Regions from separate parts of the Hordeum vulgare genome. Here region 2 is linked to region 1. Evidence: chromatin contacts called from public Hi-C data. All regions are on one chromosome and are shown on one strand. Each heading gives the region's core, a stretch centred on a gene start, on an enhancer-like site or on the middle of the called end of the contact. The rest is flanking DNA. Distances are from core to core; before and after follow the strand shown. Region 1 has its middle 23 kb from the start of LOC123412436. Region 2 has its middle 79 kb from the start of LOC123412436.

Region 1 (3,592 bases), core at 337-2,836:
CATCGTATTCAAAATTTGTTCATGATATTCAAAATGTCCATCACTATTAAAAAGGGCTCTAAAATTGTTCATCAAAATAAAAAAGTTTTCACTAAATACAAAAAATGGTCATTCTTTTGAAATCATGAACATTTTTTGAACTCAGTGACTATTTTTGACAATTCACAATTCACACTTTCTGGAAACTCCCGAATAATTTTAACATAGAATAAAACAATAACCGAAAATAAAAAGAAAAGGTGTAATTGAAAAAAAAAGGGGGCGTCCAGCCCCACAAATGGGTCGGCCTTGCACGACCCCTGTCGCACATTGGCCATATAAGAGGTCCCGTGAATGTGAATTACTTGTAATAGCATCTTCAAAAGATTTTCATGCATTCAAAAATGTATTCGCAATACAAAAATGTTTCTGATTTCCAAACATGTTCATGATTTCTGAAAATATTCAAGAATTCAAAAAATGTTTGCGCTTTCACCATTTGTTTGTGGATATGACCATTTCAATATTATTTCAAGAAATAGAAAAGGCCTCCAGATTTTAAAAAACTTTTGGATATTTGAAATACATGGGACGGATTGAATAATAATAATAATAATAATAATAATAATAATAATAATAATAATAATAATAATAATGAAACTAAAAAGGTCAACCAGAAAAATGTAATACCTAGATAGCTACTACAAGTCCATTGTTCTCGCTGGGCGATTCTCTACGGAGGAAATCCTGAAAGGAAAAATGAGCCACTGTGGAAACTGTATGGTCTACGCCTCCTGCTGCTGCTCCATGGTCGACCCCGACAGCTGGTTTGATGGCGTTGTCTGTCAATGACTCCTTCCTGAAAGATGATGGAACGACGTCGGCGAGCATGATTATCAGAAACGAGAAAGAGAAAATGCCGTTGGCAGCCTATCGCTATCTCTTTCATTGCAACGATCCACTCGAAGCCGAATTGCATGCGATCATGATGGGCATGGCCCTTGCCATTCAACACTTCGCCTCTCCAGTGGTGCTGCAATCGGATTCTTATGAAGCCTCTCCAGTCTTACCAATGATGCACTTCTCCGCTCGTCCTATGGTCATCTAGTGCTAGAGATCAAGGCTCTTCTTCGTGATAGGGAGTTTTATCCCCTGAAATTCATCGTACTTAAAATAGAGTTTTCGATCGATTGGCTAAATATAGCCGCTCTGAACGTGCCACGTCTGTGTGGCTGGGTTCAGTTCCTCCATATATTGAGGACTTGTGGCCTCTCGACTGTAACTCTGTTTCATGAAATGAAACTCCCTTTACCCCGTAAAAGGAAAAAATGTAATACATTGAAGAAAAAACCCACAAGAAATAAAAAAAATCTTTCCAAAATCACTAAAGTGTGAATTACCAAAGTTTGTGGAATTTCCAAAACCGTTAAAGTGGGACACAACTGGTGGCATAAACGATAAAACCCCTTCTAAACAAACAATCGATCGAGCCACACTGGTCAAACGAGTAAGACGCCACCACGTTGCCAAATGCGTAGGATTCCTCGATTCCAGTCAGGGAGTCCGATCAGTCAAAACTAGAAAAATGCCGAGTTAGGCTAGCGTCAACGTTGGCGCCATGAGTACAAATGGAAATGCCAAAGCCTTCGCTGTTCCTACATGCAGACCAGACAGTGAAGTGAAGGAGCGCGAGTTCCTCGTGACTTGGACGCCTCGGACAGTGAGTGTGAGTTCGTGCTCACCGCTCACGCAAGTTGACCATATTTTAGCATCCAATGCTTACACCATGATTCATGTACTGTAGTTTTGTTATCCCGGTGCGTTGACGCATCCGGCTGATTGGCTAGTGGACACGGGTAAGTTCAGGCTTCCCAGATTGCAACAGTCGACGAGTCAAAAATTTCTAGAGCGGACGGAGAGGACAGTGGTGGCTAGATCGCACCCAAAAGTTGAGGCCCTCTTTGGCAGTGGCAGAGAACACCGTTCTTTCTTTCCCCTGTCTTTTGTTTGATCCGTTCATACGCAGTTATGCTACTGTATATGCCAGCAGCCGCTCGCATCAACAGGTGGCTCCCGGTCGAGAGCATTGAACGGGACAACGACACTGCCTGCAGTGATGGAGCCCTGCCACTGCGTCGTACGTCGATGGGTAAATTCGTAGTGGGAGCGAGAGCCCAGATATGGCAATGGCATCAGCCGGTTTGGTCGGCGACGACCATGCTCCAGCTCCACCAATTCATTGCGACCGTTCCAAGTGCCAGCTCCGAACAAGATTCTCCCTACCCTCTACCTGCCATCCATCCTGGGATCAATGCGAACCAGCGACGCACTGCCCGTCTTTCGGTGTGCTCTTTCCGGTCGGGCGAGAAAGTTTCTTTATTTTCGTTTTCTGAGCTTTTCAAGTCCCCTTTTCAACTCTTGTGTATTTGATGGTTTCGGTTCATGCTTCATCACCGCAGGAGACGTGAAAAAACGACATCCCAAAGAGAGACAATAATATAAACTAAGTAAAACGTCGAAAATCACCCCGTGGATCGCTGGCTGGTGCCGCCCTCTTCTCTGCACGCACGTGCCTCATGGCCGCCATCATAATTTTTTACAAGTAGCCCATTGTTGCAATCGCTTGTCACAACAACACCTCTCTTGCAGGATTTTGATCTTTGAGACAAGTTCCTGCTCATGCTCCTTCCTGTTAAAAAGGAGAGAGATATTGATGTAATAATTGTTATATTGTTTAAGCCTCGTGTGCATATATATGGAAGTACAATGATTAACTTGAAATACACGACAATGTAGAACAAATCCTAGTCTATTTCATATTTTCTAATAATCAATATACTCAACACCTCCCCACAGTCATAACGGTAGCGATGCGGATGGTGAGACTCGAGAAGAATTCGAAGGTAAGCCAACGGACATCCCCCACAATCGTAACGGTCCATAAATCACGGAAGCTATGGTTGGAGCGGAAACCGACCACGTTTCTCAAGCAAGGCGGTAGCCCTTTGTGCTGTTGTCGAGATAGCCGAGAGCATAGGATGGTATAGCCATGGTCGAGGGAGCCGTGCGTCGAGGTGGCCGTGCGAACAACGTCGTGGTCGATATCGAGTCGGGATAGCCGGTGCCGTGGAAGTCGTCGCGAAGCCGCGGGCGCAAGGAGGCGCCGAGTTAGGGATGGGCGGAGTAGTGTCGTAGAAGTGATGCGTCAGGAAGGAGACGTAGTTGACGACGCGTCGCGCCCGGTTTGTTAAGCTCGGGGACACTTAGTGAACAAAGGCACGCATCGGTGTTGCGAGCATAGGGCATGCATAGACGGACAAAGACGATGTTGACGATTGCGTCGCTCCAGGTTGGCCAGGCGTGGGAACACACCGGGGACGAAGGCACACATCGGTGTTGTCAGCATCGAGCATGCGTAGATGAGGGACCTGCACAAGCTGTACGCCAAGTCAAGGAGTCGGAGGGGCCAGCAGAGAAGGAGACTCAAAGACGGTTGCAGCGCAAATCAGCGAGGGGGGCGATATCGCCCGCGGTGGTCGGAGCAGATGAAGTGGTCGGAGTAGACGATGGCGATGCTGGACGGATGACGAAAGGAGTGGACGGACGGCGCGGC
Region 2 (3,592 bases), core at 728-3,227, 100 kb after region 1:
AAAGCAACTCGGCGAGGGAAAATCTGTCACCAACCTTCACATGACAGAGATAATTGACGGATGGGGACAACGGTGGGCAGCCCAACATGGGACACACGTCGTCCTATGGAAGCTGTTGACGAAAGCAAAAGTTCAACCAGTTTAAAACAATCATTTTCCTTTCACTATTGAATTTCTCGGGTTAAGATTTCCTTCAAAATTAAATTCCATGTTAATAGATTTCAACGAAAAGAAATCCACGAGAAAACTGAATATTACAGAAAAAATTAAAGAAAAGTGAATACCGAAACAAAAACAAAATCTGTAAAAACAAAAACCAAAAATACCGGCAAAAAAATGAATACAAAAAACAAAAGAAAAAATCAAGAGCTCGGAAGAATGGTTGCAGTTTTTTTTTTCTTTTTTTAGAAGCATAATATGCTTCTTGTGGGAGCAAATTTGTGCTTCCATGAGATTTCTCATGAAAAAGCTTAAACGATTTCTCTCCGAGAAGCGTGGAAGGAAATTTATGCTTCTCATAGAAACACAAATTTTATTTACTTTTATATAAGCATATTTGTTTTTAGAAGTACAACTATGCTTCTCGTGAAAGCATATATTTTTATTTTGCAAAGCAGAGCAAAAATAGAAAATTCAAAAAATCATATAAATACTAAAAACACCCATAAAATAGAAAAAGTAAATACGAAGGGTTGTACCCAGACCACAAAAATGACTTTTGCGGGCGACCCGCAATGAGCAACACTTGGTTCATTGCTCTCGCGTTGGATACACTCGCATGAATAAAAAAGCTTGGCCAGACAATTTCTCCTCGTCTGCTCGCTTCAGGGTTGATTCGCTCACTCGCTGTTCCCGTTTTGCTTTGGTTTTATCTGGTGTTCCATAGTTTCATCTTCCCATTTGTTTTGTTTTTCTTTGATTTGTTCTTTGATCGTCACACATTTTTCGTTTCTTTCAAGATATTTTAAATTTTGTTTGTTTGTTTGTTTCTTGAATTGCATTGTTTTTTCTTTCTTTGTTTGTTTTTTTCATTTTTCATTTTTTACTTGATTATCTTTTTTTGGTTTTCCTAGTTTTCCCTTTTTATTTGTAGTATGCATAAGGACTATTTTTATGTAGATGTGTAACTTTTTCAAAATACATGATTAATTTGTTTTATTATTAAAACTTATATTTTTCTATGCCTATTTTTTTGTACATGTTGTAAAAAAAATATACATCAGGAATTTTTTTGATATACGCATTTAAAAATTAGGAAATGCATGATTAACATCTTCTAAACATATATAATTAAAATTTTCCTTTAAAAGTTATATTTTGTATATACATAAAATTATTTTATATATGCATGTTTAAAATTACAAGGTACATGATTAACATTTTTGCAAATGCATATTTTTATGTCAACTTTTTTCATGTACAATGAACATTTTGTGTTCCTTCAGAAATATATTTTTATACACATTTTACATGTTCCAAATGCATGATTAATACTTTTGAGAACTTTTTTTGTATGTCTATGTTCTTCATACATATTGTTCGTTTTTCGTACACATATAAAACATATTTTCTATACACATTTAATATTTTCCAAATACATGATTTACATTTTTTTAAACTATATTTTTACGTCTATTTTTCCCTATGCATCGCACATTTCTCGTATACATCTTCTGTATACATGTGAAACATTTTTTACACATATCTAACATCTTTCAAATGCAAGATTAACATTTTCAAGTGCTTTATGTAAAGATTTTTCGTAATGTTGATACTTGGAAGTATATAACAAAGTACTCCCATGCACAGGTACATGATATTTATATATATTTGGAAGTAAGATAAAACGAAACGAAATGAAAGAAGAAACCGTGAAAAAATACAGAGAAAAATGAGCATTTGTCCTCTGATGCGTTGGGTAGGCTTATTCTTGCAGGCTTCACGCGAACGCTTGTAAAGCCTTGCGCTAAGCGAGGTATGGGCCGTCCCCGCATAGTCTCGCGCTCGGGTGAGGAGATAGCGACTGCAGATTTGCGAGCTCCCTCGGATTTCTTGAGAGCAAAAAGGTCGTGCTACAAATCATTCGGCTGATTACATATGAGGATCAACCGCCTTGCTAGCCGTTTGATTAAGACGAGCATTACCGTCAGATGGAAACATCAATCGTTATTTTCCTTTCATGTCTCAGAGCCATACACTTCTTTGCATTTTCATGACGTGCTCACGTAAGCCAGCCCTGCTCGCCACGAGTTGCATTCCATGCAACTAGTCGCCAACGGAGCACCCCCGTGGCCTTGCATGCTGCAGCACAACAACTTTCACATCGTCAGTTGGCAGAACTGTCCTTCCATCAACACTCGAGGCATGGCGACTTCCAGCCACGCCCGCCCTCGGCCTGTATTGGCATGCAGAAGCGTGCAACTTTGAAGTAAAATGACAACCACTGCTGTAGCGATACGAGCTGCTTCAAAGATCAGTGAGGGAGTGGCTGTTGCTATGAGGGTTGTCGCACTGTAAGTCAAAACGACAATGTTGTGAGGGTGGTCTGGCTGCTACGGAGTCACTGCGAGACCGTGGGGCAATGCTGCGACACTGAACGGTGGTCTTTGCGACACCCAGCTGCTTCAACAGCTGCGGCGAGCTCATGGCCTCGATGATGGCGCAATGACACGCTTTGAACGTCTGTGGTGTGCTTTGATGGCCGCGGCATGCTATGGCATCCTTGCTGCTTCGAGAATGTTGCGACGACCCAAAGATGGAGCGACGACATGCTTCAAATGCCTGCGGTGTGCTTCGTTGGCCACGGCATGCGACAACATAATGGCGGCTTTGAGGATGTTGCGACGACATGCTTCGACGGCCCCGGTGATGCTATGAGGCGTGTTGCGACGATTGTGGCTTTGCACAACAACATGCTTCGAACACGGCGTTTGCTCGATAACATGCTTCGGACACCCGTGGTGTACTTTGATAGCTACGACTATGAGCTGCGAGTACAAAATCAAATCAAACACCCATGATCAACGTTGAGAAGATGGTGTGCTACGTGGCAATAACACTGCATGTGGAGTATATTGCTGTAAAAAAGATAGTAAAAAAAAAGTCATTGGACGCTACTACAGGTCACAAACTTAGAAAGGTAGGCTGCCTTCGCGAGAAGGGGACACAAACGTGTTTCACGCCACACGATCATATAGGATCACAGGGCAACGGACACGGCTTACGAAAGCAACAAAGCATCCGACTATCTCAAAACGTTTCCTATTTTTACAAGCCCGTACTAGGGATTAGCCGGATGATGATTGCATTTTTTTTCAACCGCCTCCAAGCCGTGCAATTGAACCTAGTCAATGGTCAGAATTTTGCGTCGTCTGGGAGCGTTAAAACATTCGTATCGCTTGGGGTGTTTTCGGGTATCGTTTGGGGTGTTTTCGGCTATACGGAAACCCATTTTCACATACACATGTACATAGGCATACACAATGAGATCATCCAAGAGGCATCAAAGCTACCATAAGAGGATCATGCCACTCAGACTCCATTAGCGTACGCGACAGTCTCATTACTAATGTCAAAAGTTAACTCCGGCTAG

The links. A called contact is a pair of places that touch in the nucleus more often than the background predicts.
Region 2: a Hi-C map of seedling shows a contact between it and region 1, with 3 times the contacts expected there. The contact joins two enhancer-like sites. A contact is called at or near these places in 3 of 6 Hi-C or Micro-C datasets (leaf and seedling).

What each region holds. Positions count from the first base shown.
Region 1 is chr7H:579,894,580-579,898,171 of MorexV3_pseudomolecules_assembly, forward strand. No RefSeq gene overlaps it. Among protein-coding and RNA genes, the nearest start is that of LOC123412436, 23 kb to the right of the region's middle. Within about 2 kb of position 1,587, at least 3 of the 3 cell types and tissues checked have open chromatin away from gene starts, as enhancers often do. A contact at or near this core is called in seedling, where this site is marked.
Region 2 is chr7H:579,996,969-580,000,560 of MorexV3_pseudomolecules_assembly, forward strand. No RefSeq gene overlaps it. Among protein-coding and RNA genes, the nearest start is that of LOC123412436, 79 kb to the left of the region's middle. Within about 2 kb of position 1,978, at least 2 of the 3 cell types and tissues checked have open chromatin away from gene starts, as enhancers often do. A contact at or near this core is called in seedling, where this site is marked.